Regions from separate parts of the Sus scrofa genome. Here region 2 is linked to region 1. A link is a contact called in public HiChIP or PLAC-seq data. All regions are on one chromosome and are shown on one strand. The core of a region is the stretch at or near the end of the contact, and the rest is flanking DNA. Distances in the headings are between cores, read along the strand shown.

What was found. HiChIP or PLAC-seq counts read pairs in DNA pulled down with a chosen protein or histone mark.
Region 2: a contact with region 1 is called in an H3K27ac HiChIP or PLAC-seq map of alveolar macrophages. The contact joins the promoter of ARFGAP3 here to the promoter of TSPO in region 1. A contact is called at or near these places in 1 of 5 promoter capture datasets (fetal liver) and 1 of 2 datasets of contacts at active chromatin or transcription factors (alveolar macrophages).

What each region holds. Positions count from the first base shown.
Region 1 is chr5:5,733,459-5,736,787 of Sscrofa11.1, reverse strand. It overlaps TSPO (translocator protein), which reads left to right and starts at 1,691. Exons shown (of 4, transcript NM_213753.1): 1 at 1,691-1,729.
Region 2 is chr5:5,992,565-5,995,893 of Sscrofa11.1, reverse strand. ARFGAP3 (ADP-ribosylation factor GTPase-activating protein 3) reads right to left here and starts at 1,757. Exons shown (of 16, transcript XM_003481526.4): 1 at 1,549-1,757. The coding sequence starts at 1,617. It overlaps LOC110260619 (a long non-coding RNA gene), which reads left to right and starts at 1,854. Exons shown (of 2, transcript XR_002343865.1): 1 at 1,854-3,329. LOC110260620 (a long non-coding RNA gene) reads right to left here and starts at 1,542. Exons shown (of 2, transcript XR_002343867.1): 1 at 1,284-1,542; 2 at 317-780.

The DNA.
Region 1 (3,329 bases), core at 442-2,941:
AACTTCTCATCTGTGAAAGGCTTGCGGGCCTAGTGAGTTTGTTCTCAGCCCCTCCCCTCAGTGCTGGCCTGCAGCCAGTATTTGGGGACAGACATCCCCACCTCCAGGATGCCCCTGTGATCCTGGAACCCTCCTGCAGCGGGGGAGGGGAGAGGGGAGGCACACTGCCTTCTCCCCACGGGTCTTCCGGGGCAGGCAAGTTTGCCACTCTGCCAAGCCACTGGGCACCTCCTTACAGGAAGAGGGTGAGGGCTGGCAGCTTGCTGGGAGGCGTGGCCAGACCGATTTCACTAGAAACAGCAGCTGCAATGCCTGGGGCCACCATACTTTGAGGGAACCTGGATAATCTTTCAATTTCTTTTTTTTCTTTCTTTCTTTTTTTTTAATGGCTGCATTCACAGCATATTTAAGTTCCCAGGCTAGGGGCTGAATCTGACCTGTAGCAGCCAGCCTACGCCACAGCCACAGCCACAGCAGATCTGAGCCGCATCTGTGACCTACTCCAGATTCTTAACCCACTGAACCCTCCTCCTCATGGATACTAGTCGAGTGTTTAACCCTCTGAGCCACAACAGGAACTCCTCGATCACTTATAAAGTCGGAAGAAAAAGATAGTCTTGGATTACACTCATCTTTATACCAAGGCAGTCAAAGGCAGAAGAGGCCCATGAAAGCAAAAATGCCAGGGCCTAGGACAGTCAGACCATGGCCTAGGAGAAGCACGCACAGTTCCCCTTGGCCCCCCAGAAACCAGTTTGGGCACTTGTGGTTCCCTTATGGGGGGTGGGGGGCGGGGGGCCCTGCCTGGCCACGTTAACCAGGGGCTGCAACAGGCCCTGGGCTGTAGTAATAAAGCAACACGTGCAGGTGTTCCCAGATTTGACTAGGCATGAGGTTGCGGGGTTTGATCCCTGGCCTTGCTCGGTGGGTTAAGGATCTGGCGTTGCCGTGAGCTGTGGTGTAGGTTGCAGATGGCAGCTTGGATCCTGCATTGCTGTGGCTGTGGTGTAGGCCAGCTGCTGTAGTTCTAATTTGACCCCTTGCCTGGGGGAATCCATATGCCATGGGTGAGGCCCTAAAAAAAAAAAAAAAAAAAAAAAGCACGTGCAGATGAAGAGGTGGGGTGCTCAAGGCTGGACATGCTGTCCCATCAAGGTGACCCTGGCAAACTGGAGGCCAGCTCTGGACTGCGAGGATCCGTGGGTGCCAGGCGTCTGTGGTATCCTCCTTAGTCCCACGATGTTGCACCCACTTTACAGATGAGGAGATGGGGGCAGAGAGCCGGCCACAAAGCGGCTAAGCCAGGACTAAGGGGAGGGCTACCTCCTGCCCGGGGGCAACAAGTAAAGCCAAAGTGTGCTTCTCCGGAGGTGGGGGGCCAGGGCTGCGGTGCCGGAGGACGTTCAGGGCTTTGCCATCAGGCCACGTCATTCCCCTCTCTGAGATCAGTCTCTGCGGTCCCATTTTACAGATGGGAAAAATGAGGCTCAAGAGAAGCGACCTGCCTGCAGCACTGGCTGGGTCTGCCCATCGCGGCGGTCATGCTGAGAGGGAGAAGACCCGGCCTGGGAGCACCCAAACTTCCAGCCAGGTCGGGCGGGGCCTCGAGGACAGGGCGGGGTGTCCTGGGCGGGGTGTCCTGGGCGGGGCCTCGCGGGCGGGGCGGGCCCGGGCCGCGGCCGCCACCTCCGCCGCGCAGTACCCTTCCCGGAGCGAGTCCTTGTCGCTGGTGAGTGGAGACCCGCGCCGAGGGCGTGGCAGACAGGGGGCTACGCGGGAGAGACCCCCTCCCCCCGACAGCGCCTGCCCGCCGGCGCGGGGCACCAAGGGAAACTGCGGCGGGAGGTGGCGGGGATGGAGGGGGTGGCCGCGGGGCAGCGCTAGGGACCGAGCCATCGGGTCGGCCCCCGGGGGCGACAAAAAGTGACCCCAACCCTGGTCTCCGCGGTCGTTGCTCCTACGCAGCCGGATTCCAGCGGGATTGGGGGCGCGGAAGGGGGAAACTTGGGGAACCCCGCCCCGCCACACCCCGCGCGGGAAACAGAGCGGCGGGAGGGGCCGGACCCCCCCCCTTCCCGCTTATTCCGTAGCTGAGCGGCCCAGGGCGGGCCACCTCAACCGGGTACCCCGAGGATCACAAAATGCTAGGGAGACTGACATTGATCCACTCTTGATGCACTTGAGACACCCCATTTCTAGAGGTGGAAACCCAGGCCGGATAGGGGAGGTTATTTGTCCAAAGCGAGTTAATGCCCCGCGGAGACTTAGGACCGCGTCACCAGACCCCTGTCCAGTGCTCAGGCGCATCACAGCCTGCACAGAGCCCAGTGTGGGCGGAGCAGCCCCTGGGACTTGCCTGTCCCCTGCCTCTCCTGCATAGGAACTGGGAGCACGGGTGGGAGGGGTCGTGGTGTTACCCGAAAACTGGGTTCGCCTTGGGTGTCTTTGCCTAAAGACACAACCAAGCCAAAGTGCAGGAAAAAAGGAAGGATTTGCTACCTGCAAGAAATAAGGAGAACAAGGGGCGGGGGAGTCTCTCCCAAAGCAGTGTCTCCCCAGACAACAAAACCTGGGAAATTTTAAGCTAAGAGTGCATACATATTCATGAGGGGGTTTGGCTGGCGTATGTATTTTCACGGGGGCTTGAGCAGAGGAGAATTCTGCATAGAATTGGGGCAAAGGCCTACAGAGTCCAAGCTTCAGTTGACTGGAGGGTCAGCAAAGATCAACATCTTGTCCCTTAGGCGTTCCCGTCGTGGCGCAGTGGTTAACGAATCCGACTAGGAACCATGAGGTTGCGGGTTCAGTCCCTGCCCTTGCTCAGTGGGTTAAGGATCCGGCGTTGCCGTGAACTGTGGTGTGGGTCGCAGACACGGCTGGGATCCCGCGTTGCTCTGGCTCTGGCATAGGCTGGTGGCTCCAGCTCCAATTCGACCCCTAGCCTGGGAACCTCCATATGCCGTGGGAGCGGCCCTAGAAAAGGCAAAAAGACAAAAAGACAAAAAAAAAAAAAAAAAAAAAAAAAAAAAACCTTGTCCCTTAGTTTCCAGTTGATTTGGTGGCTGAGCACTGCAGGGAGTTTAAATTCTGCAAAACAGCTCAAACACGTGCGTGCTTCAAGCTAACCTTTGCCATTGAGACAGAACTGGGAGTCTTCCTAACTGATTTATGATCTTCGCTCTTGTTTGCCTCTTTTGCCTGGTAACAATCTTGCTTTCATTCCCGTAAGATCATTATTACTGATACAGATGTGATAAAAAAAATCGTTATTACTGAGACCTGTTCAAGAGTGAGCAGTGTGGCCAGCCTTTGATTACAAAATGGCTTAG
Region 2 (3,329 bases), core at 508-3,007, 260 kb before region 1:
CACAGTGGGAACTCCTTGGATTTTCTCATGTAAGCCTCACAATAACCCTCTGAATTAGACCCAGCTCATGCCCATTTTCAGATGAGGAAAAAAGGTATAAAGTCGTCAAACAACCTGCCCAAGGTGACACAGTTAGAAAGTCACAGGATCTGGATAAACATTTACAAGAAAGCATACACGTCCCTCAAAAGTGTTTTTGGTATCAACTCATTGACTTATTTAAAAGGGGCACCTTCCCTTTGATCAGTTCACACGTTGTGTTTCTGAGATGTAGCAAACAAAAAATATAATTTCCACACTGCTAAGCAGATCTTAATCTAGTCTGGTTTACAGCAACCACTCTTTATAAACAGGTCAATCTACATTTGAAAATCAAGAAAATAGCAAAGAAATTGGCACTGGAGAATTCCTTTCTCCTCCTGACTCTCCTACCGTCATCTTTTTCCTTCTCACTTCTCTTAGGTTGTAAAAATATGGGCTCACCTCCACCTAGACTTAAAACAAAGACATCTAAATTCTGTAAAACTCAGGGACTTCAGGGTCATGACGCATGACCGTACTGGTTAATAGCTGTTGTGGTGGAGGTGACAGGGGGGACCAGACAGAACTCCTGTCACAGGAGCAGAGGGGAGAGTCCATGCTGACACGACAGCCCTTTGCACTGTCTAGGTTCCACTCCGATCTGTGATCCTCCGCGGACGGTGTCACTTTAGCCCCATGCGTCATCCCATCTCCAGCCAGGAGCCAAAAGTTGTAAGAGTCATGGGGGGGAAACAGGCTCTGGAGATGAAAAAAAGAAAGGAAAACCCCAATCTCCAAAGAGACCCAAAGGTTAGGAAGGGAAAGGGTTGTGGTGGGCTTTCTCGTAAGAGAAAAGAGCTCAAAGCCACTGCAGTGACCACTTAGCAGCTTTATCGGACAGGGAAGCTGAGGCTGCCGCCAAAGGGCACAGGGAACAATCCAGGCTCTAACAGGCGCCCCTGAGGAGCTTCAGAGGTGAGCTCGAGGGGGAAAGGGGGTGAGTCGAGTTTTCCCAAGCGCCCAGGGCTACCAGCTGTTGTTTCTGCCCCGTGCACGCTTCCCGGCTGGGTCACAGGTGGCCTACGGTGTCCGGGGTCTGCTCCAGGTCGCAGGAGTCCCGTGTATGAGCCCTCAGTATTCTCAGGAACTCAGGGGCCACTTCACTTTGCCACCCCCAAAAGCCGCCTCCGTCCTCCTTTAAGTTCCTCGGCCCGGTGTCAGGAACCCACAAATGTCCGCCCCCGGGACCCCCAGATGCTCACACTTCCGGCACCCAGGGCCCCTCGGTGCCTGCCCTGCTCTGGACCCCGGTGTGCGCCCCCTCTTCTGCCTCTCCCTTCCTGAGACTGGGGGGGCGGCGCACAGTCTGGACCCAGGCGAGGCCCAGCCGCTGCGGCCGCACAGTGCGACGTGTCACAGGCCGGGCCAGCTCCTCCTCCCGCGGCCGTGGCCACTGCCGCCGCAGGGGCCGCCCGCGGGGTCCAGCAAGGATGCCAAACAAGCCTGAACACGCCCGGCGGCCGTTACCTTGTTGGTGGGCACCGAGCGGAGGCGCTTGAAGATGGTCAGGATGTCTTGCTTGCTCGGGTCCCCCATGGTCACCAAAGAACCGAGGCGCAGCTGGCCCCTGCCAACCGGGAAGGGCAGAGCAGCAGCGGTTGCCGCCTCCAGGAGGTAGACGACGGCGGAGGGGCGGGGCTGCGCGTGACGCTCGACCCCGCCTCTCGATGTCCCCGCCCAGGCCCCGCCCACCGCCCAGAGCGCACGCGCCGCTCTCCCCTAGGGCCCAGGCTCGGGGGGGCCGCCGGCTCCGCCCCTCAGGCCCCGCCCCCGGCGCTGCACGCGCGTGCGCAGGAGTCTCGCTCGCCGTTCGCGCCGGGCTGTGGGTGTGGAAGCCGGGCCCCGCGGAGGTCTGCGCCCACCAGCACCTCAGTGGGGACCACCACGTCGGCTGACCGACTGCTTTCTTCGCCGGGTCTTCTGGCCTCCTCCCTGTGAGGGTGGCAGAACCTGCTCCTCCAAGTGGCAAAGGAGGAACCGAGAGGCAAGGGCCTTCCTGCGGCATCCGGGAGTCCAGATGCTGGGTTCTCTAGTTGCTTTTTTTTTTTTTTTTTTTTTTTCCCGTAAGCTAAAGCTGAGCGCTGAGTGGGAAGCCTCCAATGCCGAAAACTGGTTTTCTTACAGTATCAGTTTGAGTGTGTCAGTGACAAGTAGCAGTTCTCCAGAGGCGAAAGGCGCCGGGTCAGAATGGATAAATATAGACAGGAAAAGAAGCTGGCCTTTTCCTACCCTTACTCGCCAGAGGGTTTTAACGCTTGGAGAAAGGTGCCTCTTCTGCATTAGTGGATGTGGAGCCCCTAGGTAAGGCTCTGCGGCTCAGGGAAGGATAACAGGTCTTGGGGTCAAATGCACGGTCCAGCCAGCTCCTTCCCAGCGCTGTGACCTTGCTCGGGTCACCTCGCTAAAGCTTGGTCTGCTCATCTGTGCAATGGGATGAGAGAGGGGGGATCAGCGCTGAGCAGCACAGGAGAGCGGCTGCCAGGGAGGCCCTGGAAAAGGCTTTGGCAGTGGTCTTTCTGCTTTTAGAGGCTGGGAATTGTTCACTCAACCTGTGTGAGTAGAAACCCTGGGGGAAGTTGGACCTCTGCCAAGGAAGGGAAATTTATTACCTTCCAGAACAGTAAGTTATTTTTGCAGACAGCTCTGTTTGAAAGTTCTTCCTGGTACTGAGTTAAAGTATATACCCTTGAGGAGTTCCTGTCCTGGCTCGACAGTAAACGCATCTGACTATTATCCATGAGGACGCAGGTTCGATCCCTGGCCTTGTTCAGTGGGTTAAAGATCTGGCGTTGCTGTGAGCTTGGTGTCGGTGGAGGACATGGCTTGGATCTGGTGGTGTTGTGGCTGCGGTATTAGGCAGCACCTGCAGCTCCCGTTTGACCCCTAGCCTGGGAAAAACAAAACAAAGAAACTGAGTTCCTGGAATCAGGAGCAGCCTTATCTGATTTCCACCAACCCCTGTAGGCTAAGGCAGCGCACTTGCTCCTGAACTGAACTTGGCTCTTCTTGCTCACTGAGCAGCAAAGCCAATTTACTGATGCCGTGGTGCGTGTTTACTGTAGGCACCGAGCAAGATCCAAACTCCTCGGTGGTTTCCAGGGAAAGAGTTTCAAAGACAACATTGGGGTGAGGGTTTTAGCTCTTGAACTTCCTTCTGATTGGTGGGTGGTGAGTTAACGGGTGATGTTTCAGGAACCTTCTGCTTCCAGCCAGTCTGTGGTCGGTGTGCTTGTGGTCCCCATGCCGTC